Linked DNA regions of Mus musculus: all the other regions are linked to region 2. Evidence: chromatin contacts called from public HiChIP or PLAC-seq data. All regions are on one chromosome and are shown on one strand. Each heading gives the region's core, a stretch centred on a gene start, on an enhancer-like site or on the middle of the called end of the contact. The rest is flanking DNA. Distances are from core to core; before and after follow the strand shown.

What was found. HiChIP or PLAC-seq counts read pairs in DNA pulled down with a chosen protein or histone mark.
Region 1: an H3K27ac HiChIP or PLAC-seq map of embryonic stem cells shows a contact between it and region 2, with 5 read pairs. The contact joins two enhancer-like sites. A contact is called at or near these places in 1 of 39 promoter capture datasets (liver), 1 of 484 Hi-C or Micro-C datasets (bone marrow-derived macrophages) and 3 of 115 datasets of contacts at active chromatin or transcription factors (double positive thymocytes and embryonic stem cells).
Region 3: a contact with region 2 is called in an H3K27ac HiChIP or PLAC-seq map of embryonic stem cells, with 6 read pairs. The contact joins two enhancer-like sites. A contact is called at or near these places in 1 of 484 Hi-C or Micro-C datasets (nephron progenitors), 1 of 115 datasets of contacts at active chromatin or transcription factors (embryonic stem cells) and 3 of 9 other capture datasets (adipose tissue, embryonic stem cells and liver).

The regions. Positions count from the first base shown.
Region 1 is chr10:59,792,491-59,796,601 of GRCm38.p6, reverse strand. All of the region lies in intron 8 of Micu1 (mitochondrial calcium uptake 1), which reads right to left. Among named protein-coding and RNA genes, the nearest start is that of Gm17059, 5.7 kb to the left of the region's middle. Within about 2 kb of position 1,316, at least 15 of the 459 cell types and tissues checked have an H3K27ac peak or open chromatin away from gene starts, as enhancers often do. A contact at or near this core is called in embryonic stem cells, where this site is marked.
Region 2 is chr10:59,557,535-59,561,413 of GRCm38.p6, reverse strand. All of the region lies in intron 1 of Mcu (mitochondrial calcium uniporter), which reads left to right. Among named protein-coding and RNA genes, the nearest start is that of Gm40671, 16 kb to the left of the region's middle. Within about 2 kb of position 2,568, at least 11 of the 459 cell types and tissues checked have an H3K27ac peak or open chromatin away from gene starts, as enhancers often do. A contact at or near this core is called in embryonic stem cells, where this site is marked.
Region 3 is chr10:59,750,872-59,755,145 of GRCm38.p6, reverse strand. All of the region lies in intron 5 of Micu1 (mitochondrial calcium uptake 1), which reads right to left. Among named protein-coding and RNA genes, the nearest start is that of Gm17059, 47 kb to the left of the region's middle. Within about 2 kb of position 1,400, at least 16 of the 459 cell types and tissues checked have an H3K27ac peak or open chromatin away from gene starts, as enhancers often do. A contact at or near this core is called in embryonic stem cells, where this site is marked.

The DNA.
Region 1 (4,111 bases), core at 67-2,566, 240 kb before region 2:
AGAATGGAATAAGAAACTATAAATTTATTATTATCTCTATTTTGCTTTGTAGAAGCAAAAGAGTAAAAGAGAAGCAATCCCGATGAAAACTCTGCTTTGTTTGCTTGCATGTAATTAAGAGTCAACTCTGTGGGGCTTTGAGGTTAAGAGTACTGGCTGTTCTTCCAGAGGACCCGGGTTCAGTTCCCAGCACCCACCTGGCAGCTCACACCTGCCTGTAACTTCAGTTCTAGGGGATCTGACACCCTCACACAGACAGACAAGCAGGCAAAATGCCAATGCACATCAAATAAATAAATAAATTGTGAGGAAAAAAGAAAGAATCAACTCTGGACCCGGCAGCTTGGTAGCACGTGCCTACAAACCAGTACTTGGAAGGCAGAGCCAGGAGACTAAGTTTGAGGCCAGCATGATGTACAAAATGTGTAATCAACCCAGCCAGGTCTATGCTAAGAAATCCTGTCTCAAAAAGCCAGGATCAAAAACAAAAGCCAAGACAAATACAGGCTGTGAGGACAACCAAGCCCAGCTGGAGGCCTTCCTGCCCCGTCCTTTTCTGTAACCACTTGGCCTTTGTCTCTCACAGGCAATGTGATCCCTGCCTGCACTGTTAGAGCAAGAAACGGTACACACAGTTATGCTTGGATGGATCCAAACATGATTCTAGGGGCTCCTTAGGCACTCTGAAATTAACCCCTCTGGGCTAGACTATAGTGTTGTGCACAGTGCACAGTGGCAGAGCACTCGCCTGGCTTGGGCCAGACTTAGGTTAGACCCAACACTGAAAGCAATAGCAACAGGCAGGCAAGCCAGCTGGTACATAAATACATTTGCCACCAAGCCCAAGAACTTGAACTTAATCCCCAGATCTCATAGATTAGAAGAGTAAATTTTAAAAAAGTATTAATCTCATTTTCTCTAATCCTTAACAATTTATTTATTTGGATTATGTGTGTGTGTGAGACGAATGTGCAGGCCCATGTGCTATGGCCCACTTGTAGGGATCGGACAACCCCGTAGAATCAGTTCTTTCTTTTCACTGTGGGAATAAGCAAAAGAAACTTAACCTAAGTGCTACCATTTTGTTTTCACATTCCATTTAATCATAGGAGAAACTAAATAAAGGTCCCAGGTTCTAGGAGAGCTAGGAACTTCCCAATAGCTGAACAGCTTCTCTTAGTGAGAAGGCTCGGCTGATTCCATGACAGGCTTCAAACTGGCAGTTCAGGAGACGAGGCCTAAATCTCAGTTTCTAAGAACTGGGCAAGCCCAGGCAAGTCCTGCCCTCAAAGCTGCCCACCACCTGGCCCGAGGCAAAGACAATGGGTCGGCAGCAGTTTCCAGACTTCACACCTTGAAAATGGTTCCAGAAAGTCTAGAGGTGGAGTAAGACAAAGGTCATCTATCCCAGAATTCCAATGTGTTTTAAAGCGAGCCTTCTTCAGGCTCACGTGATTGTCTCTCTATCCTGGTAATGGGAGAATGCTGGACTTCTGAAGAATAAAACACTCTGCGCTTTCATACTGTTTTGAGTCTGGGGTTTCATTCTTCGGGGAAGCATGGACCCTTACATTATAAGGAAAAAGTTGTCCCAGTCCAGACATCTCAAGGACAACCTCTCCATCTTGCTGGCAGGGTCAAACAAGGTCATGTTCCAGGCCCAGGAACCGACTCCTATCCTGATTGGTGAAAACTCCCTTGCTCAACCCCTTAAGTCAAAATATGACTGGACAATGCTACAGCCCACTCCGCTCCCTCTCGCTGCGTGGTCTCATCCTTTAAATGTGCTGTGTAATTTCTCTCTAGGGTCCCAGTTCAGCTCCCAAGTCTGTTCTGTGGCCCGGATCAATCAGTAGCAGCTTGATTACAGTAAATTTTTGTCGTCTGCATTGACGTGGTGTTTGAGTTAAGTTGGATTTAGTGGATCCTACGCACTACCTATATGTGGCTCTGGGGCTGGACTCAGGTCAGAAGCATCTTTACTCTCTGAGCCACTTGCTGGGTCTCTCTATTCTTATTGATAGTGGTGAATAGTTAGCCCATTTCTTTGTGCCCTGCTTTTAGGATTTTTTCCCTATTAAACAAGGTAATCTCTCTCTCTATATATATATTTGCCCAGAAACATAAGACAGTCATTAAGTGACTGGCTGATTATACACTATCCACACAGACCCCCAACTCATTTCATAATTTCTTTGTTGTATGTTCTAGTTAGTCTTTATTCTTGCATAAATTAGTTTTTTACTTTCTTTGACATGACAGTTCCTTTCCCCCAAATTAAAATTAACCATAATCTTTCAAAGAATTCTCTAGTATCTTTCATTTTGATTGACATCTTTCTTGCTACAGTCTTCAAGAAATCAATGAATATATTAACTGGAATTAGACTCGGCACCTGTCTCCAAGGAACCCTGCTCACTCATTTCTGGCAGCCTTAGATGGAATTCTTAACCTAAAAAAGAGTTTTAAGGAAGCAACTTTGTATTCTTACATCACTTCTTTAAAACTGTGTTTTTGTTGCTGTTGCTCTCAAATAGAGAAAGGGAGAGGGGAGGAATGGGACAAAGGCTGTCAGAGTGTAAGAGCACTCAGACAGGGCAGAGCTCAGCAGGTGATCGTTCTCATGATGCTGCAGCTGGCTTGGGTAACAAACAGAATAGTCTTCTCTGTCCTGGGAGTGATACCTGGGTAGCAAAGGAACCAGAAACGGACTTCTGGAGAAGGCCAAATGCTACAACTTTGGTCCTTTTCAGCCCCTAAAATCTAAACTGTGTTGAGTCCCATAGAAACCATAGCACAGGCTAAAAAGAACAAAACAAACCGAGAACCAATCATGTAAGGAACAGAAATAGCTCTGTCTGAGAGGAATTGTGAAGGTACCAGGCTCCGAGCAGACACTACCACACAGCAGCTGTGGCTGTCGACAGTATCAGTGTCTCCACCTGTGATATGGGTGTGTCCTCTCCTCTATCACATGGACTCTGATAGAGCTGATGAGAATGAAAGAAAGGCCAGCTGGTGCATGGTTTTTAATGCCAGTACTCAGGAGGCAGAGTCTCTGTGAGTTCCAGGCTAGCCAAGAGAACCTGTCTCAAATAAAAAGTTAAGATATGCAAAGTGCCTGGGTCAGAGGCAGCCACTTGTATAACATTCACAGGCGTCCCCTCCTCTCAGCCTTCTGGAAATGCAGAGTGATGGATCAAACTTCCTTTATTCTCAAAACTGCTGTTCTGAGAAAAAGGCAGAAAAGAGCAGATAAATGGAACCATAAATCTCCTCCATCTCAAGTTTTAAAGGAGACAAGGCACGGAATAAACTAGTAAGAGACAGGAAGAACGATGGAATTATAAAGCCCCAGCAAAGGTATTGAGATTTATTAATCATCTCCACTTGCCTCTTAGCAGTGATGATGAGATTTTATTTCATGCTCAGTGAAGGGAGAAATCACCCAAACTTGGAAAAGTGAAATTAGAAGTGTTTCATAAAAACAAAGCTTGCTGCCATTTCCAGATGTCTTCTCAGAAAACGATTTCAAAGTGAACGAACAGCCTTTTGGTCTCTCAGCTGGGATGCCTTGTGTGCAGCTGCCTGTGGTTTGTCTGAGGCAGAGTGACAGTAGATGCCACTGTAAGGACACTAAGACACAGCGCTGGCAGGAAGCTGTCGGGCACACAGCCCTGCGCTAGTATGATAGGGCTGCCCGGACAATATTCTGTAGCTGGGTGGCTTAAACAGCAGAAACCCATTTTGTCAGTGTTCTGGAAGGTCTACGTGTGGCCCTCTGCCTGGTTTGTGGGTGGGTGGCTGCCCAGACTGCTTCTCCATCATCGCCTCTCTGTGCATGTGTGTCCTGGTGTCTCTTGATGTGCCCATTTTTTTTTTTTCTCATAAAGGCAAATGTCAGATGGATCTATACCCATCTAGTGGCCTTCTTTGAACCTAGTTACTTGCTCCAGTACTGTATCTGACTGTATCTGAATGCAGCCATCTTCTGAGAGAGCGGTGTTAGGGCTTTGGCTTACCTTTCCATTATGGCAGCTAAATAACGTGACAGAAACAACTTGAGGGAGAAAAGCTTTTGGCTTGTGGTTTTAGAGACATTTCAGCTCAT
Region 2 (3,879 bases), core at 1,319-3,818:
GTTAAAAGTCTTGGTTTAAAAAGTGGGCAGTGGTGGCACACACTTTTAATCCCAGCACTCGGGAGGCAGAGGCAGGCAGATTTCTGAGTTCGAGGCCAGCCTGGTCTACAGAGTGAGTTCCAGGACAGCCAGGGCTACACAGAGAAACCCTGTCTCGAACAACCAAAAACAAAAAAAAAAGGAAAAGAAAAAAAGAAATGGCTCTCAAGGAAAAAAATCATGCTATGATGCTAGAAGTCAGGCTTTGAGAGAAGGGACATACAGTGAGCACTCACTGAGTGAAGAAGCCATTATAGGTCTTAGGAGGGTTTTTTGTTTGTTTGTTTTTTGTTTGTTTTTTGGTGTTCGGAATCAAACCACGTGACTTATGGCCCTTCCCTCAAGACCTAGATGTATTTTTCAAATGTATTTTACGATTTAATCCTCATAAAGAAAGAAACCTAGATAATAGACATTCCTATCCAGCTTTGAAGATAAGGCACGCAAGGCTTATCCACAGTCTTATGGTTAATTCAGGGTAGGGCTAAGGTTTAGGCCTAGCTCTTTAAAGGCTTTTTCATCATGCCCCGTTTCTTTCTATTCATCTCCTACTTGTTTGGATCTCACTAGGATGCCAGGCAGAGTGCAAAGATTATTGCCATTTTAGGATGCTAGCATTAGGCAAGGATTTTAGGCTTCAGTTAATCCAACTTTTTGTTTTATGGATGAGAAAGAAGGCTCAGCAAGGGAGTTAATGGACTCACTTAAGATTACGTAGCAATTAGTGAAGTTGGAAGATCAATGGCACTAATGTTTTGTAGTTCAAATTTAAACGTGTGTAAATGCTAACTATCAATAACGAAACTTCCCCTCTGTCTTCTGATGGTTTGCTGAAGTGAACGGACAGTGGGTAAATGACTAGCAGAAGCAGCACACAGATTTATGAGTGTATTCACTTTACTGTAGTATTTAAGGAGCCAATGAGGATAGAGGTTCGCACAGTCCTTTTGTAAGGGAGGTGGGGTGTGGTCAGTGTGAGGAAAGGATTGATCTTCAGGGGACGTGAAGGGCTAGAGAGCACACTGGTTTGTAACTGGTTCTCTGTGAAGGTGAAGGACGATAGTGGATGTCAAAGCCAGACTCCGCACGGGGATTGTCCTCTTCTCTTCAGAGAAACATTTAGTCTTCTCTGGCTGGTGGAATCTCAGGGCCAGGATTGAAGACCATTGAAGATTTTTTTTCCTTCTGGATCTAAGCTTTAGGCTGGGATGTGTTGGCTGAGCTTTTCTTTTTCTCTTTCTTTTTCTTCTTTTCTTTCTTTCTTTCTTTCTTTCTTTCTTTTTTTTTTTTTTAAGATTTTATTTATTTTATATGTATAATGAGTACACTGTAGCTGTCTTCAGACACGCCATAAGAGGGCATCAGATCCCATTACAGATGGTTGTGAGCCATCATGTGGTTGCTGGGAATTGAACTCAGGACCTCTAGAATAGTGCTCTTAACAGCTGAGCCATCTCTCCAGCCCCAGCTGAGCTTTTCTTGAGGCTAACAAATGTCTGTTCACCCAAGCCAGATAGGTGCATCAGCAACAGACCAGAGACACATTCCACCCAAGTTCATCCACTGACTTTATTGAGTCCAGGCCTAGGGCCTCTTTATTCAAAGAGTTGAAATAATGTGTTACCTAGATGACAAAAGTGACAATAACATTGTATTCACAGTGAAGCAAGTATAGATTAGACAGGAACACACTCTCAAGACTGACAACAGATCCCATGGGCTAAGGTTCTCAAGGCCCCAAATGTCTGTGGCTTCTCCGAATGGGACCAAAAAAAGGGGAAAGGGAGCCGTTTGCCGTTTAGTCACTCGGGGCATCCTTTGGGTGGTTCTCTATCTTTGATAGATTGCATTATGTATCTATTTCTTTACTGTGAATTTCCCATAATGCATCTGGCTTTTTTTTTTATCACATGTATACCTAATCTCACTCAGACATAAGACAGCAAATAGTGGGTTCTTTCTAAAACTTCACTTACACCAGCATAGTTTACTTATTGCTCGTGTACCAAAACTAGTTTGGTTGATCTCATTTTCATAGCCGAACAGAGTGTTCTGTCTCAGATTTGATGTTCAGTATGAGAAATGTATTCCATGTTTGGAGAGGGCTGTGTTTGTGCAGTACCTGCAGGTAAGGCCTTCAGGTTGCCAAGTGCAGTATTAGCAGAGGCCTGTGTGCCTAGCCCAGACCAAGTGGAGTCGCTGAACCATTCCCTATGCTTGCCAGCCCCAAGCTTTTGTACTGGAGGAGAGGGGTTACCTACAGGACTGTGTGTGGGTGACTTAAGAGAGCTACATCACTGGAAAGCCCCACCCAGCAGAGGCAGGACTTGCCAAAAGTTACGGAGAGTCCACTCTTGGTTAAACTTTCTCAACTGGTGACCGCTTGTTCCATCCAAGAACATATCCAGCAGGACAGAATTATATACAACTTGGGGTAGAGGAGAGGACATGGGGATGGTGGAGTGGCTGGAGTCTCAGGTGAGGTTCACGAACCTATCTGTACCCTCTTTTGGGAGAAAACAGGCCGGATCTTGGGAGGTCCTCATAGCCGCTCTGATTATCATGGTAATGCCCCTGCTGTGCCTGAAAGGTGTTCCACCCTCCTGGAATTTCTGAGAAAAGCTTCTTTTTGCACTGGCTGGCCTCCAAGTGTTCTCAGTGTGAAGCAATCAGCACACCAGGGATCCCATCCTGAGATGACATTCCCTAAAAGCCTCCAGGTTTAATATGGAACCCATTTTAAATCACAAAATGAGTCTGAATCTTTTTACTCTGTGTCCTACAGAATGGAAGTAGCCATTGGTAGGAAGACATCCAGGCCAGGCACGGCTTACAGACTGTCTTCATGGAGGAGGGGTGTTAAGATACTAAGATGATGGAGTCATTTGTGGCCAGAGAACCTTGTCTAGCTCTATAACACGGCTCCACTTGTGATTTGATTTTAGTGTACTGCCAGGTACTGAACTCACACCTTACACACGCTATGCAGATGCTCCACCACCGAGCTGCATCTCCAGTGCTTTTGATATTATACAGTAGCCATTGTCCTTGCCTGCTGCCCTTGAAAGTTCTGTGTCATCTGGAAGACTGACTTTTCCCAAATTCCATTTTGATGAGGAGACTAAACTATATAAATGTTGATTTGTGCAGTTTACTTCTTACTAATGATCTGCCTTCAGAATTCGCATCTCTGTGATTTATAAACTGTGTAAATGAATCTGCAGCAGGATCCTCTGACTCTCCATTCTTCCCAGTGCACCTCCAAGGGCGAGAAAATATAGAGAACCAACTGCATGGGTGGTTACAGATTCTTCACTGCTTATATTGATGTAATTAGCACAGCGATGGGCACAAACTGTATGTTTCCACATGCACACCAAGCCGGGATAATTGATAGGATGTGCGCCATAGTATTGACTTTGCCTATTAAAAAGGGTAGGTAATGTCAATTTTAGAGGGTTATAAAGTGGCATTTTAGTACTCCTGAATATTTCTAAATCCTGATTCAAGAGATGAACCTCGAATACTAATTTGTTTTATTTGATACTTAGGAGACCCAAGTGCAAAGCTCTGTGGATAAATAAGGTAGTTCTTGTTGTTTCTTAGAACTAACGGAAGTAAAAATAAGTTCCCATGATAATATGCAATATTAAAGCGTGTCAGATATGAAGCTACAGAATTCAGATTTTTTTTTTACATTCTTTGTTGTTGTTATTGGTGGTGGTGGGGATAAGGGGGTGACACACGTGTGTTCTAACACACAGACAGAGGTAGAGGTCAGCTTTGAGAAACTCAGGTCTCTGCTTCCTATGTGGGTCCCAGGAGTCAAGCTTAGGTCAT
Region 3 (4,274 bases), core at 151-2,650, 190 kb before region 2:
CCAGCAACCCAGAGGATCTGGGAAATGCTGACTCAGCACCTGGGTTCACTGTAATAATTCAATTACCCTCTGAGCTTTTTGCTCAAAAGAAAAGGCTATCATAACCAGTCCTGTTCAAATGATGCTTTATCCCCCACAGCCAATCATTACTGGCAAGAAGAATGCCTGGTTTTGTCCATGACAGAAACAACATCTTACTCAAATGGCCTGATTACCATCAGAAGGGATCCAGTTTACACACCACATGGATAGATCACTTTAAGAGTGACAGGGGCAATAAAAAGACAGACAGACAGTACTTTCCAAAATGCCAGCTGACCACATTATGACACAGTGGGACACAGAACAGCTTGATTCTAGTTTCTAAATCCAGTTATTAAATTTGCATGTTTCATATTTTCTTTCCTGAAATGAAAAATTTTCATTTATTATCAGTTTCTAACTGTGCTTTATCTGGAAGGCAGAGGCAGAACAGCTCAAATTTAAGACCAGATTGGGCAATCGCCTCAAAATCCACCATTCTGAAATCCCAAACCAAACCCCCGAACCAAAAAAAACCATCACCACCAACAACTGGGCAGAGCACACTATTGTTACTTTTATTCAAATAGTAATAAGGCAAGAACATTTGATGAGAAAAAAGTCCTATTAATGAATCAGTCTGCCTTCATTTTAGGCTTAAAGGCCATCTTTTAGTTATGACAAATTAGGTTCCTTCCTTCCCTGTTTCTCAAGGATTAGGCTATGCCCCACCTGTAATCTTAACTACAAAGGGCTTTGTCCTGCCTGTTCCAGGAAATGACAACCATGCCTTTGTTTTAAAAGGTTATTATGGCCACCTGTTGTCATGAACACCCTGCTATGATTACTTTATGGCCATGTTGCAACCCTACCTCTGTTTAAAATGTTCTTGTGACCACCTTATTTTTGCTCCTGTAACTCCACCTATCTTGTGGTCAAATCCCCCATTTGGAACCTCTTACCCCTCAGCTATAAATATCTTGTCTTCCTCATGTCCAAGGCTGACCTGTTGCACCCCGCCTTAGGGGGAGGCAGCTCATGTACATGCATTTAAAAAGCTTGCTTTAATTAACTGCTTGCTTTAATTAATTTGGCCATGATGATTTGAGTAGGCAGTGTTTCTCACATCTTTGGGATTAACACTATTTACGAATAGGTCAAATTCTAAAAGAGGCATATGAAAGTAGAATACAGCACTCAGGACAGCTCCACGGGCCCCCTACTGTGTGACCTGTCTCGTGACCTAGCTTGCCTATCCTCTTAACTGTAAAATGTAAAATGCACAGTCCCGGGAAATGATGCTACAGATGGAATGAGCAATTATGTATCAGCACGGATAGTGCCTGACAGACAAGCAAACAATGCAAAGACTTTGCCTTCCCTCGCCCATCTTCCCTCCCTCCCTTCCTTTTTCCCTGAGAGGAAGTCTCACTAGGTAGACTTTGCTGGCCTGGAACTCATTCTTTAGACTAGGCTGCCTTGAACCTTGCCTGTTTAACATAGCAAAGCCGACTGCCCGCCCACCCAAGTCTGTACTCACAAGTACCCGTCACAGTCATCCTGGCTAGTGTACCCCTTCCCCAACTTTAAACCTCCCCAGCCTTGAGTGTTGCTTCCCCAGTCCCTTTTCCTATACAGCTCAGCCGTTCTGCCTACATGTCTTCTGTGTCTCCTGGCTTGCTTTCTGGTCTGGTTCTTCTCTTGGGGTCTCGGCTTCCTGCTTCCTTCCCCACGGTCCCATGTGTTCTTTCTCTCTTGGTTTCCTCTCTCCTGTCTCTCTCACAGCCCCTACCCCTACCCTCTTCTCCTGGCCCAGTTCAGTCTGGACTCTCCCAGGCGCCTCTGGCTGTACCCTCCTCCATAGCTACAAAAAACCTTCTCTTCCGCCACACCTGGGAGGGTCACGTCCTCATTTTTCCATTCATACCCCAATAATACTAGTTAAAATATCTGTGCAAGCTTCAGGCTTCAAGAAGCCTTGTCCACAAGCTCATTCATTGTTTTGGAATCTAGTTTCTCCTGCCTTCCTTTTTAAAAATTTCCTTATTGTAAAAGACAGAAAATATAAGGGATATATCCTATTATAGATGGCATTGGTGGCTAAACAAAAATATAAATCAGAAGCAAAAATATTAAAATTCTGCCTATTTTTATCTGTATTTAGCACCAGTAAGACCTGAATTCATATATGAATTCAATAGAATGTGGACTTGACTGATTTTAAGTCTCTCAGAGGTGGGAGGGTGAAAGTGTTAGGGCCATCGATTGACAGGTGGGACTTCATAATACTTCAGTGCCTCGTACAGCCACGGAAACAGTCAACAGAGCGCAGTGGAAGCCTGCGGGCGGGGAGAACCCAGTGGCGTGTCAATAACCTTTAAAGAGCTTTGGGGGCTGAGGTTGCAGTTTAGTGGTAGAGCACATACACTTTACATGCAAGAGGCTCGTTCGATCTCTATCATAAACATGAAAGACAGACTGACTGACAGATAGGAAAGAAGGAGATGAGGGAGAAAGGGAAGGTTGGAAAGATAGGGAGGGGAGAGGAACGAGACTTGGGACGATGGTGAATGGTCTGTTTCAACGGGAATCTGCTGCTGCTGCTGTGTTTGAAACAGGATAAGAACTTAGTCATCTTTGGGAGAGAAGGCCAGGGTGACATCAAAGCTCGGCCACAGCATCCCTGCATCCCTGCTCAGGAAGCGATCACATCCGCAGCATGAAGTTCCCCCCTTCGATGTCTGAAGGGAACGTGACCGCATCTGATTCCAGGCGTGTGCTTACTTCATGTCACAGGAATAGAAAGTGCAGGGTGCATCTCTCTATATTTAGATTGCCAAGGAGGAGGAGTGAGACACAAAGGGACCCAAAGACTAGAAAACACACAAAATACGTCATACCAATTAAAGACAGCAACTAAGACTAGACACATGACACTACTGTAAAATAAAGCTCTGTTTGGAAATAAATATTTTGTTTTATAGGGTAATTACTAGATGCTAAAAACATCAAGTGGAAATTATAGTTTTTAATAAAAAATAATGTATAGTACATGAAATGATTATAGCAACAAATCTTGGGTGAAAACATGTATATTAGGAGGGGTGTAATAAAATCCCCTGTATTTCCATATGCTATATCATCACTACTTCTAACAGTACTAACAAATTATTAGTTTTTAAAAGAATTTTTTACATTTTTTTTCTTTTTATGTGTGTGCTTCATATATGTTCTGTGTAGGCTGGTGTGCCTGTGGGGTCAGTCCTCTTTCCACCAGGTGCATTCTGGGAAGAGAACTCAGGTCAGGAGGCTTGTTGCCCCATCGTACCCTTACCCGCGGAGACAAGCTGTTTATAAAAGGATCTGTTAGCTATCCAATGCTGTAAAAGGGTTTTTTGTTTGTTTGTTTTTGTTTTTTTCAAATTTATCATCAGAGAAAATCTGAAGTCATCAAAGACTTGAAGCTTTGGAACTTTTGATCTTAGTCTGAATATTAAAAATACCATTCTTCTATAATGCATACTCTTCAAGCAGTATCAGCTATAGGCATCAGCATTCTTTACTTAAGACCTCTGAGTAGACAGCTCTGAAATGCAAGATGATAAAGGATAGGCCAGCTTTCAGGAAAGAAGAAATCTCCCAGGGTTCTACCCCTAAGCAGAGAGCTGCAGGCAGTTAAGGCCTGCTGAAAGAGGAGATTCAGTCATCCCACAGGGAGGAGCCCCTTAACTGGTTATCCAATCCCAAGTGGTCAGCCCTGACATCATCCACATACAAGCAGACTACACAGAGCCAGCAGACTATAGTTACATATGTATGCATCTATACATCCACAGACCAGCAACAGAGAGGCCTGGGATATGGGAGGGGTTGAAGGGAGGGAAAGAAGGGGGAAAGAACGTATAATTATAATTTAATTAAGAAATATTTTCAAACCTGGCCCTTTCCTTCCATGCTGACCCTGTATAGACTTTTCTTCTTCCTTTTGAAGAACTTATCCTGAGAGGGAAAGCCTGCTGAGCTGGCAGCTTTATGGGATAGTAAAACTGAAAGGCTCCTTTTCAATGACCGAGAGTGATGGAGCATAATGGGATTTCTTTATCAGGTAAGAAGTAAAGAACTGAAAGTACAAGACAAACGTGCAAGTTCTTCACAACTGCTACAAAAGCACGATAGAGATCATTACAGTTTCATACTTAGGATTATTGCTATACACTGTCAGAAGGTTCAATCAGGTAGGCGTCCACATGAAA